Linked DNA regions of Danio rerio: region 2 is linked to region 1. A link is a contact called in public HiCAR-type data. All regions are on one chromosome and are shown on one strand. Each heading gives the region's core, a stretch centred on a gene start, on an enhancer-like site or on the middle of the called end of the contact. The rest is flanking DNA. Distances are from core to core; before and after follow the strand shown. Region 1 overlaps plxna2 (plexin A2). Region 2 overlaps plxna2 (plexin A2).

Region 1 (6,508 bases), core at 1,512-4,011:
AGGTTGTTCAGATATCAGCACACTGTTTTGGAATCATTAAAGTTCTGGAGAAGATGTTTTATAGCTAAAACATTAAAAATGCTTCTGCTGTTGTGATTATATCTTATATCACCAGAGATGACTTATCAGAAAGTAAATATTTAATAAAGGGTGGCGTGGTGGAGCAGTGGGTAGCACAATTGCCTCATAGCAAGAAGGCTGCTGGTTCGAGCCTCTCTGGGTCAGTTGTGTCAAATTGATTTATTCTTTAAATGTTTGGGTTCTGTGATAAAAAAAAAAGCTACTTAAGGAAGATTATTTATAGAAATGTATATAATTATAGAAAATGATATGTATGTAGTTCAGAAGGTCATGATTCACATTCATGAAATTTACTTTGTATAGCTTTTATTTTACATTCATAGGTGATACAAAACAGACGTTTTGGCACAATGTCTTCCTCATTCCTCACTTCCCCCTTTTGTTCCACAGTCAACCACATTACATTATTGGTTAGAAGGCCACTTAATCTCATTTTAATTTTAATATAATGTAATTAAGCACGAGGAATATTTACCTTCACCTTTAAAGCATTATCTCTATTGCACAGGGAAATAACATATCAATAATCATCATTCACTTATTCATGTCTACATCAATGCGATGAAATTCTGACAGTCCAAAACATTAAAATTACATTTTCATCTCATTATTTATATCATTACATACTCAAAATGTATGATTCACAATATTATAGCTAAACAACAAACCATTAAAGAAACATAGAAAGGTCCAACTCCTCATTCATTCCTCTTAGTGTAAGTGATTTTAATTTATGAATCTAAAATCTCTTTCTAATTATCTTTTATTTAGATTTCCTCCTCTATGTGACTCAAATACTTCTTCAACTCCTATACATTCTAGTTGTTTAGCGTCATGTCCAAAATCTATTAAATGTCTTACTACTGCCGAAGTTCTATCTTGTCATCGTATACTTGATTTATGTTCACTAATTTGCAACTTCAACTGACATGATGACTTCCCTATATATATCTTTTGGCACAGATATTTCAACATATAGACCACATTTATTTTAGTATTTTTACCTGTTGCTGTATTTAAAAATTCCTTGCATTTTACTATATTCTTACATGTTACTACATTCTGACATGTGGCACAATTTCTGCACGTAAAACAACCTTATATAAAAGTGGATATATGTTTATTGTTTTGATGTATAAACGTTCATAATTCGCTTGTCTTTAAAATGTAAAATAATAATTAAAAATTATATGTGTAAAGTTTTAAATTCAATGTGTTAAAGATAATTTAAAAAAAATCTTTAAGGAATACCATAAAAATAATAATAATTTATTACATTAAATAATACATTTCAAATGTATTTAAATTTATTTAAAAATACATTTTATTTATTAAAATACTACATTAAATTTCTTGTGTCAGGTGTTGAAAAAAGTTACTTTTATTAGTAATATATTACAATCTTGCATTACTTCTTAAAAAAAACAATTCAATCTGATAACTTTATTACATTGCTTTAATCATCTGTGTTTGATTTGCTTGTTTCTAAAAATATATATAGTGCAAAAGTAGTGCTAAGTAGCAAGCTCAAGTCAAAGAAATTAACAAAACAAAAATGACAAAATAAAGAATAATAGCCTATACACTGGAATCTTTGTCATGTAAATAAATACATAGGGCCAGACGAAATCTGCGGACATTTTTGCTATTTCTGCGCAGAATTGTGTTAAAACCTGCGGATTTATGCGGAATGATTTTTGGAGTATCATAACTAAAACCTTAATAGATGAAATAAAAATAATACCTTTTTAACTTGTATTTAATGTTTACAATGCAAACCCAATTACATCCATTTATTTAGTAAACAAATAAGTCTCTTATATAATATATCCACTAAAAGACAGAAAATAATACTTTACAAACTTTATTGTAAATAAATCATATAAATATTTTCATATTAGACAATAATATTACTAATATTAATTTAAAAACTGACTAAATATAATTTTACACACATTTACAAAAGTAAAAAGACAGAATCAATTATGGGCTAAAAATCTCCAGAATTCTGCCTGCAGATTCCGTGTGGGCCTACATATACTCCAAAGCTAATACCAAGATAAACATAATACACCAAATAAACAAAAATGACAAGAGTGGCTAAACACTCCAAAACCTCCTATTCTAAAAAACTGATTTCAAATTCAAAAACAAAACACATAACAAGATATTGGTTCTTGGTTTGATGCTCATCATGAAGAAGTCACACTGCCAGAATTTCAGAGAGAAAATTAGATCTCAATGGCCTTTAATCGCCAATCAAATGATCAAAGACCAAAGATTTAATCTAGAATAATAAAAATCTTTTGGAATTTCCAAAATTGGCCTCAGACGACCAAATCATGGCCCAAACTGCTCAGTGCGAGCCAAGCTTTAGAAATGATGTGGTGTCTCTCTCTTCGTTTTTACCTCACTTCAGAACAGTGTGATCTGCTAAAAAATCCCTCTAATTATCGCCAGCTGCTGCACGCCATGTGATTGAGAGAGAGAGAGAAAAAAACAAAAAGAGCGAGAGACACAGTGTTTGAGCATATGAGGCAGCACTAAATCTGCTGTGTTTACACTATTGAGGCAAACAGCATCTGTCTGATATCTGTCTATACCTGGCATATGACCCGCAGACGTCACCATCTTGAGACACAAACAGTCTGAAGTTTTGCTGTCAGATTTAGGAGACGTAATCTCCTCGGGCCCCGTGGAGAACACTAATCCTGCAGATGATCTGATTGGCTGAAATCTATTGAGGTCAAAGGCTGTTTTAATATCAGTGATCCAGCGGAGATCATTCCAGCCGAACCATAATCGCTTTCAGGATTGAGCTCATTATAGGGAGAAAGAGGGAGGGAGGAGGAGAGTCTTTAGTGTTTAAGGCTTGAATGTAAGCATATTTAGCGTTATGCAATATGAGTGTTTGGTGTTTGGGTCTTGTTTGCATTGGTTGTGTTGGGCGTTGCAGGAGGGAGCCGATCTTCACAGCGGGATCAGGGTTTGATCCGTGCTGTGGGGAAACATTATTTTTTTCTCTCAATCTCTCTCCCTCTCTCTCTCTCTCTCTCTCTCTCTCTCTCTCTCTCTCTCTCTCACTCTGTCTCTCTCTCTGATATACTGTACTCACACTCAGGGTGCAAATTATACATTGACGAAAGGGGGGGTCAAGTTTTTCGATTAGGTTCGGTAATATGCCTCAGTTAGCCAAATTTGTATATTTAATTCAATTACATCAAATTTATGAATCAAATGTGTTACTATGTTTAGTGTTTTGAGGGATATTGAGTGGTTCTCAATGACATTTGTGATATAAAAGACTGGTCATAATTATTAGCCCCCCTTTGATTTTATTATTATTATTTTTTTTAAATATTTCCCAAATTATGTTGAACAGAGCAAAGAAATTTTCACAGTATGTCTGATAATGTTTTATCTTCTGGAGAAAGTCTTATTTGTTTAATTTCAGCTAGAATAAAAGCAGTATGATTTTTTAAAAACCATTTTAGTGACATAATTATTAGCCCCTAAGCCTTTAAATGTCACTTTAAGCTGTATAGAAGAGTCACGTAAAATATCTAGTAAAATATTATTTACTGTCATCATGGCAAAGAGAAAATAAATCAGTTATTAGAAATTAGTTATTAAAACTTTTATTATTATGTTTAGTAATGTGTTGAAAAAAATTGTCATTCCGTTAAACAGAAATGGGGGGGGGTCTGATAATTCAGGGGGGCTAATAATTCTGACTTCAACTGTATTTTTTTTATTTTACTGTTAAACTTCCATGTAAGCAAGTGTGTAATAAAATGCAAAGTCTGCAATTAGTTTTATAGACACCTACAGTACAAACGTCTATTTTACAAGAAACATGTTTTGTGAACACTTACGCTGTCTGCTGGTGCTCTACATTTGCCAGTTTCAAAGCGATTAATTCATACTTTTGTCGCAAACTTGCATTCACAATGGTATGAACCATTATAGGGGTGGTCAAATGTATATTTAAGTTATTTATTATTTTAATTATTAATGTTATTTAAGATACAGATCAGAGCATTATTCTTAACTATTAAAGGTCTGACCTTTACAGTGGTTTGGGTCTTATTTGGGTGGGAGACAGCAATGTGTGTGGGTCAATGGAGTGAAGTCATCTGTGAGTTCTAGCAATATGGGAGTACCTCAAGGGTCTGTTCTTGGCTTATTGTTGTTTACAATGTACATAAATGATCTTCCAGATTGCTGACCTGGGATTAACGGCCAGTTATATTCAGATGATACAGTCATCTATGTGTCAGCTAAAACACCGTGCAGGGCTTTACAAAATATTTAAAGATGGCTTGAGCTGTCTTATTTAACGTTGAATGTCAATAAAACAGTTTCTATTGCTTCTCTATAAAAAAATAGGCCTGTACGGGATACATTTGAGGTGCTGATTAAAAATAAAGTTATTGAAGAAGTGAATGAATTTAAGTATCTTTGGCATAACTCTAGATATTAATTTAAAATTTGATAGTCATGTTAAAAATTTAAGTAAGAATATTAAGCCAAGTCTAAACTGTTTTCATTTTATTAGAAGGTTTTTAACATATTAAGCTACAAAATTATACATGCACACACTGACACACACTCTCTCACTTGACATATTGCATTACATCATGGACACAAGCCTCTTTAACTACATTAAGGCCTATTGACCCAAAATATAAACAAGCATTTAAAGTTATGGACTTAAAGCCTATGCGGTGGCATCATGTGAAGTTTTATGTAAACATAACCTTTTTAGTTTTGATAGTTTTATCAAATGTAGTTATCTTAAATTGGTTTTTAAATGTTTTAATAATCATGTTCCAATCCTATTTTCTGATTTAATCAGTCGGCATCAAACCTCTCACAGAGTCACACGGGCAACTGCTAATGGTGACTGTCTAGTGACAAAGTGTAAGACCTCTTTTGGTCAATCTGTTTTCTTTGTAAAGGGAGCCAAACTGTGAAATTATTTACCTGTTAGTCTAAAATCAGAAAGTAATATAAATATTTTAGTCGTTTTCTTAAAAAGTGGTTAAAAACAAAACAGCAGTGTTTGCACAAATAGTCTATTAGTTTGTTGGATTATGTCGCCTTTGCTTTTGCCTTCAGTAATTTTATGTAAAGAATTATAATGTTGTGTATATGTATTTATCATATTTCCATTTAGTCAATTTTTTCAAGCCTCCTGTCAAATAAATAAACTACATTTTTCTTATGCATTCAAAGTGCATAGAATAATATGTAAAATATCCAAAGTGAAATATAATATAATATAATATAATATAATACAATATAATATAATATAATATAATATAATATAATATAATATAATATAATATAATATAATATAATATAATATAATATAATATAACATAATATAACATAATATAATATAATATAATATAATATAATATAATATAATATAATATAATATAACATAATATAAGCGCCAGTAAGAAATGACAACTGCGGTTTTAGAACAAATTGATTTAAAATGAATGCAGTTTTCAAATAAGTGATAAAATATATGTAGTTTTACAACATTTAATTGGATATAACTTCTTTTCTTTTGTAATTATGAAAACAATTCTACCTAAATATATATTTTTTTACTTTTATAATTAATTTATTATCTTGTTAAATAATGTTTGAACATTAATACATTAAATATATTATTTCCTCAATTTTTGAAAGAACAATTATTGAATAATAATAATAATAAAATAAAATAATAATAATAATAATAATAATAATAATAATAATAAGTAATTTTTAAATTAAGAATTTAATATTTACAGTTATTTCTTAAATCTATTATTTAAATAAGTAATATACGAAATACTGAATACAATTCTTAAATCTATTACTTAATTAATATTTTAAATTAGCTGGGTGATATATGAAAATTGGATAATTTAATTGAATGTATACATTTATTTATAAATGCATAATACATGATGCTGAAGATGTTTAAACAGCATTTATCATTGTATTGCACATACTTTGTACAGCAACATCCAGTACTCTAGAATACCATTCGCATTAAAGCTAACGTTTAGTGGCAGTGAATTCAGGCATGACTCAACCACTCGGGTTTGTTATTTTGAATCATTTCCTCTCTTACAACCATCAAAACTCCATAAAACAGCAGGCTGAAGAATGATAATCATACTTCAGACAGCAGAGCAGTAGAACCACAACACAACATAAAAAACACAACATAGAAAAACGTGTCCTTACATTTCTTATGTGATTATGATTATGACAGTCATGCCAACGCTGTCTCACGGTAATTCTTAACTGTTTTGATTTAGTGGCGAATTTGTATATTTTGTACAGTCTCATTCATAGTACGATTTGTTCATCCCCCAATTAGGGTTGGGGCTGGAGTTTAAGGACACATCTCCTTTTAACA
Region 2 (6,508 bases), core at 2,726-5,225, 210 kb before region 1:
TATGCACAGACGTGTTGTTCAGCCACTGAAATCTCCCGATGAAAGATTTATGTGGTTATTTTCAGTTTCATAATACAGCATCGATAATGATTTATAGATAGATTTATCGAGCTGAAGTTTACTTTATATTCACATTGGGTCATTTTTGAACAATGACAGCCTTCCTATACTGTTTACCATGCTACTCTGAATATTCGCTCTGAAATAGCATGTAAGTGTGGCTAAGTAATAAATGTAATTCCTGCACGGCGCTGGCACTAACTAACTGGCGAATGACATGAATTAGTAGGTTGTCTGTCTGCTGTTGTGACCATAGACTGTAAAATATATGGACGTAGTATCCGTGACGTCACCCATAGGTTTCTAAAGAGCGCAAAAGAAGCCACAAGTAGGCGCGGCCAACCGTCGCCATTTTGTTTTCGCGTCATCACACCCACGGCGGGATACCAAACAAGGGCAAAGAGGCGGAGAGTGAGCGGAGCTACAGACACCTGCACAGTTTGCTTGGACCTGATTCAGACACACTTTACTTTGGGAGAACGCTTAATACTTTATCACCTGTGACTCGTTTGTGTTCTGACCACTTGTGCTTGGTTGTACACTATTTCAATAAAGTGTTTAGACTTTTAAAAACACTGTAGTAATACACTTAGCCACTAAACATTGTTCTTATGACGTTTTTCAACAGGAGGAAAACGCGAATTACTTCCAAACACTTCAGATATAGTCTGTTAGTTAATGTAAGACTATTAATGAAATCCAGCATAACACTGTATGACAACACTTCAGATGACTGTTCTAGAGCCTACAGCTAATCAATCCGTCAGATTCTGGAGTGCATTACAGCTCTAAATATAAATAAAAATGATAAATGATCTTAAATAAAACAAATAAATGTATAGAGATGGTATATAAGTATATAACTTTACTCACATGGGAAACGGAGGCCACGTGAATGGTTTGTGAGCACAATTAAGTTCACTCAGCATGCCATGCCATCTAATAATTGTAGGAAACAAGTCCAAAAGGCAGTTGACTGTGTAAAGCCACATAAAACAACACAGAAATATGATAAATATGCCGAGTTCAGTGGCTAATCTGCTGGATTCAGCTGAGGTGACGTGACGGCGACCAGTGAGTCTTAGCTGTCACTCAAGTGGCCACTCCCTTAATTATGCAAAATTAATATAACTTAATATAAAGGAAACAGATGAGTTATAAAAAAATTCACCCCCCTCACAGTTGTCATGAAGGGTAATATTAGCTGTATTAACCAAAATCTTTTTTTGTACCAGGCTGTAAACACCTTTTTTTCTGCTGTAAAGTTGGCCATTCTAACAGTGGGCTCAATTGAAATTTGCTCTGTTTTGGAGCCAGGAGCGGCCACGACTAGCGGAATTTCGGATGAATTGCAGTTTTAGTTACTTCCGTATTGGCTTCCAGAGGGAGAGCGGGAGGTTGCCGCTTGGTTGTGACGCGGTGCGCACACTCGCAATTTCAGGGGGTGTGGCTTTGAATCACAGTCCCTTCCCGCCGTCCAAAGATAATATGCTAAGCGGTTAGCATTTTGGCAGATCACCTACTGCACCTTTAAAGGACACCTATTTTAAGGGGGTTTGAATCTGTCTGTCAGCGAATGCCTGGCGAGCGGCACATCATGGCAGCAGAAAACTGTCACCAGACTGAGCAATGACTCACACTTTTGTTTGTCTGTTCGCTGCAGTGTCGAGCTTGTCGAGCCGGGCAGCTGGCATGAAGCCATGTGCCCGTACATAGACAAACTCTTATGTGGCAGAATCCCAGGGGTTAAATGGAGACCCTTGACAGCAGAGGTGCGTGTGAGTTATGGGCCAATCGATTTGCATCCGCTGCATAAGATTATTCGGTCAGCGAGGACAAAGAGGAGAGGGAGGTTTAGTGGACACTGCTGTACAAGGGCAGGCTTTAGATACCAGCATCAAGAGCAGGAAACACATCCATCAAATAAAATGACACAATGAGATATAGAACATTTAAATGTATACAACTGTTCTGTCTACCGTTGAGGCAGTGGCGAAGTAGGTAGTGCTGTCGCCTCACAGCAAGAAGGTCGCTGGGTCGCTGGTTCGAACCTCGGCTCAGTTGGCGTTTCTGTGTGGAGTTTGCATGTTCTCTCTGACCTTTTTTTGTTGTTAATGTAGTTGTTAATGCATTATGCATTTTCATTTCTGAGAGACAGCACGTCAGTGGCCATGAGCCTGTCTTTGAGCAGAGCAAAGACAGTTGACATTGTTTATCCACAGGATGGTGACAGAGTCTGCATAATAAGCCCTATAAACAGATAACTACAGCTGATCATATCATTATTAAACAGGTAAGTGACTTTCCAAGTCGATCTTTTTTTTTTTGTATGTTGTAGTGGTGTATTTATACCATATAATTGTAATGAATTGAGTGTGAGATAGGACTCGCAAATCAGGAATGTATGTATTTTGTGTTGACCACTCTATGTAAAACCCTAAGTTGTTATTTGGTTGGCCATCTGTTTGTTTCTAATGCTTCTCCTGTTTTCGGTAAGGCAGACTAGTTCAGTAAAAAGAAAGAAAAAATAAAAGCCTGCATGTGTTTAGAGTTTTTTTTTCCTTATCGCAAACACAACAGTAATCTGTTAGTGTTTGCATTGCTTGAGTTTTTCGGGGATAATTATTGCGATCTTCCGATTGCAACAGAGAAATGCTGGGAGATATCTCTGTAGATTGATGTAACTCTGTAGACCTTATAATCTTAAAATGTAAGCAAAATAACCTGTTTTGTCATCACATTAGACATTACGCTAGAGAATCATTCAAATATTAACTCTAAATTTAAGTTTCTGCTGCTCTTTGAGCTGCCTCCCACCAGTGCGAAAATACAGCCACATTGCACTGCTACTTGTGTGAAATTGCTTATATATACAGTCTGAAGAAACTTTAAGCCATTTACATCAATTGAAGATAATATTATTGTAAAAAATTACATAGGATAAATTAGTAGGAAAATACTTATGGTATACAAAATCTGTGTGTGTATATGTTTATGATAATATTAACCAACAATATTTATAAAGTAGCTAAATGAATAAAAATATTATTGCAATTTTATTATAAATTAATTTTAATATAATTAAATATTTTTTTAAATGTTTAACATTGAATATTGTATTTTGTTTTATTTGTAAAGGTATCCAAAATGTAATTTATTAATAAAATTTGTTTTATTTATTAATTTTATTTTGTTTTATTTTGTTTTATTTTATATATTTATTTTATTATATATTTTATTTAGTTTGTTTTGTCAGGTAATTTTTATTTTTATTTAATAAACAAACATTTCTAGTTGTCATTGTTATAAACAAGTTTCAGCTTTCAAGTAATTTTCGGGGAAAAATCAAAAGAAGTCTGTGATAAATAACAAGAAAATAAATTGCGTTTAATTTCAAATACTATTTAACTAGAATTTCAAAAATACAATTTTCAAAAAGTCCTATTGGCTTCATACATTTAAAGCATAGGTTAAATAAAAATCTTGAAGTCTTAAGAAATAAACACAATACAGCCCCCAAATTTTCAACAGTATCATTTATAAATCCATATGCAACTTTAAAACATGAAAACCCGTATATTTGCAGTTTTGTATTTCTATGTACAGTGAAAAGTGAAAACAGACCCATTTTTTTTAGTACTTCCACTTGTCGTTACCCTAATAATCTGCTGCAAACATAATCGACAGTTTTAATTGAGTCTTCTGAAATATTTCAGATCCATTTTACTTTTTCACCATCTGGAAGCCGGACCTGATTTGGGCACGTTCACTGCACCTCAGAGTCCAGCAATCATTAGTAATTAGGCTCAGATTGTAAGACCACAGCCAAGGTCAGACAGGGATAATGTTTCATGGATTGTACCAATTATAGCATTCGTTCCAAGGCTGGCACTTGAGCTCAACCTTGAGTCAAGCCGCGCAGTGGTTTTAACACGGGACATGTGTTCTCCGGTACACAGCTGCAGTCTCCATTCATACACATCTGTCACTGCTGACTTCAAATGGCCAAAGTCAAATGTTTCCTTTTCATCGACTTGAGCTTGAATAACTGCAGCCTGTGGAATGTGGGCTGATGCTGGTGCGTGCTTAAATGCTGTGTTTTTATTCCCATAAAAATAGTTCAAATTATTTGCTCACTTATGCCTTTAATAAGACACCATTGTTTAGAGTAGAGTCATGTTTCTGATTTTTAGATATAAATGTTTTGCCAAGAATAAGCAATTATGTATTTTTTGAACAAGAAACTACAGTTTTAAATACAACAATTAACATTTTTACATTTAGACATGCAGCCAGTGGAATGGGGGTTATGAGACACTATAACTAAATTAAAATGATTTAAACTTTTCAGAATGCTGTTTCATGCTGAAATCCGAAAAATATAGTACATCAGTGGTTAAACATGTCCAGCATGTTTAAAGAAGAAAAAAGACTTGAAAAGACTTTGCTTTTAATAGTAAAAAAAAAACTATATTTATGTTCTCCATATGGAATTTTCACAAGATTTACAAATATTATAATAATCCCAATGGGGGAGAAAATAATGGAAAAAAAATATAGAACACAAGTTGCTAGAAAGTTATCAGGCACTAATACACTACAAACTAATCAACTACAGTAAATATGTCATATTTAACATATTTGCATTTTTAGCATGTTTCTAATTGAGTTTATGACTAAAGGATATCTTTGAGATATCTGAACAATATCTGCATATTTATAATGCATGCATCTTTTCAACAGAGATAGCTAAAAAGTGAATTTGCTTCACATTTGTACTATTTATTAATCACTTCATGTTGTGCAGTTGGAATTATTTTTTTGGTTGTTTTGCACCTTCTTCATAAAAAAAATAAACATTACTAATAGTTTTTTGTAAAGTTGATAAGCTAGATTTCAAAATAAGCTTAATAAAATAAAAAAAATAAAAAAAAATGTATATATTAATTAATAAGTTAAACTTAACTTTTGTTGATAGGTTGCTGTGATAATGCTTAATGTCCCTCTGAAGTTGCTAAGACTTTTGATGCACATCCTACTGAAATGGAATAATAAGTAGAGGGATTTCATTTTGTGCATCATTCTCTTATAGCAAACTAATGGTAAGCGGAGTGTGGTTAATATATGTGGTATACAAAATGTATGTGTGTATATGTTTATGATGTTTTATCTAATTTTATTTATAAAGTAGCTAAAATATTATTGAAATGTAATTATAATTCAATTTAAATATAATTAAATGCATTTTTAAATGTTTAACTTGAATTTAAAATTTTATTTTTGATTTATTTTAAAATGTATTCAAAATGGTATTTGTTATTCAAAATTTTGTTTTATTTTATTTTTATTTATTCATTTATTTACTTTTTGTGCTTTTGTTTTGTTTCGTTTCGTTCGTTTTGTTTTGTTTTGTTCAGCCCTTACTGATTTTGAGGTTTAAAAACATTTTATATTAAAAGTTGTTGTTCTAAAACAAAAATTTCAGGAAAATGTTTTCCAAACAAAGTCTCTGAGGAATATCAAGAAAATAAATAGCTTTTAATTTAAAGTAGAATTTCACTCGAAATTTAAAAACACAATTTTCTAAAAGTCCTACTCCTTGATAAATTTAATGCATCCTTGTTAAATAAAAATTATAAAGATATTACTGAACCCAAACTTAAAATATATTCTAAATATTCAAATTTTTTAAGTTAATTAGCTAGATTTTAAAATAAGCTTAATAAAATATTTTTACATTTTTTTATATATTAATAATTTAAACTTAGCTTTTGTTGATAGGTTGCTGTGATAATGCTTAAAGTTCCTGTGAAGTTGCTGAGACTTTTGAAAAGGAATATTGAGTAAAGGGCTTTTTTGTGCATCCTTCCCTCAACGGTATGGAGCATAGTTAAGAATATTAACTGTAAAAACTGACACCAGCGGAAAAGAACTGACACTCCAAATGCGGAAGCAAATGGTTAGACTTTGATTCAAGATTACCAAAACTAACATTAGATTTTCTAAGGCTTAATTGATCACTTAAATAATAACAATTTGCACTACAAAAATAAACACTGTACATTTTAATTTCACATGGACTTTAAATGGATAGTTTACCAAAAAAATTAAGTAATAAAAGTTGGACGTATTTCCATGTTCTTGCATAGTGAGATGACAGAAAACACAGTGAGCGTTACGCATGCCTTAATGTGTATAGTACACAAAAACCCATCATTCATTCACACAGACACGAAGAACATGGGCTTCCTATATTGTAGTTTAGGCTTTTTCACCAAAGCTCAAATTGGGTTTTGATTTGTGTACACTGGTTTACCATAAGTTTACCCCAAAAAAATCCCAAATGCTGTGACATTTCTCCTTATAGTAATCCTTTTTTTACTGGATTTACACATTTGCTGCATTGGTTTTAGCAGCTTATAACCACTGCCATGGTTCCATGCTTCAA

The links. HiCAR-type assays count read pairs that join an accessible place to other places.
Region 2: a contact with region 1 is called in a HiCAR-type map of caudal fin, with 11 times the contacts expected there. The contact joins two enhancer-like sites. A contact is called at or near these places in 4 of 18 Hi-C or Micro-C datasets (caudal fin, embryo, hematopoietic stem cells and 1 more) and 3 of 4 datasets of contacts at active chromatin or transcription factors (caudal fin, embryo and gastrula embryo).

Annotation. Positions count from the first base shown.
Region 1 is chr23:35,679,849-35,686,356 of GRCz12tu, reverse strand. All of the region lies in intron 12 of plxna2 (plexin A2), which reads left to right. Among named protein-coding and RNA genes, the nearest start is that of cd34, 240 kb to the right of the region's middle. Within about 2 kb of position 2,761, at least 4 of the 62 cell types and tissues checked have an H3K27ac peak or open chromatin away from gene starts, as enhancers often do.
Region 2 is chr23:35,892,853-35,899,360 of GRCz12tu, reverse strand. All of the region lies in intron 8 of plxna2 (plexin A2), which reads left to right. Among named protein-coding and RNA genes, the nearest start is that of dre-mir-205, 340 kb to the left of the region's middle. Within about 2 kb of position 3,975, at least 4 of the 62 cell types and tissues checked have an H3K27ac peak or open chromatin away from gene starts, as enhancers often do.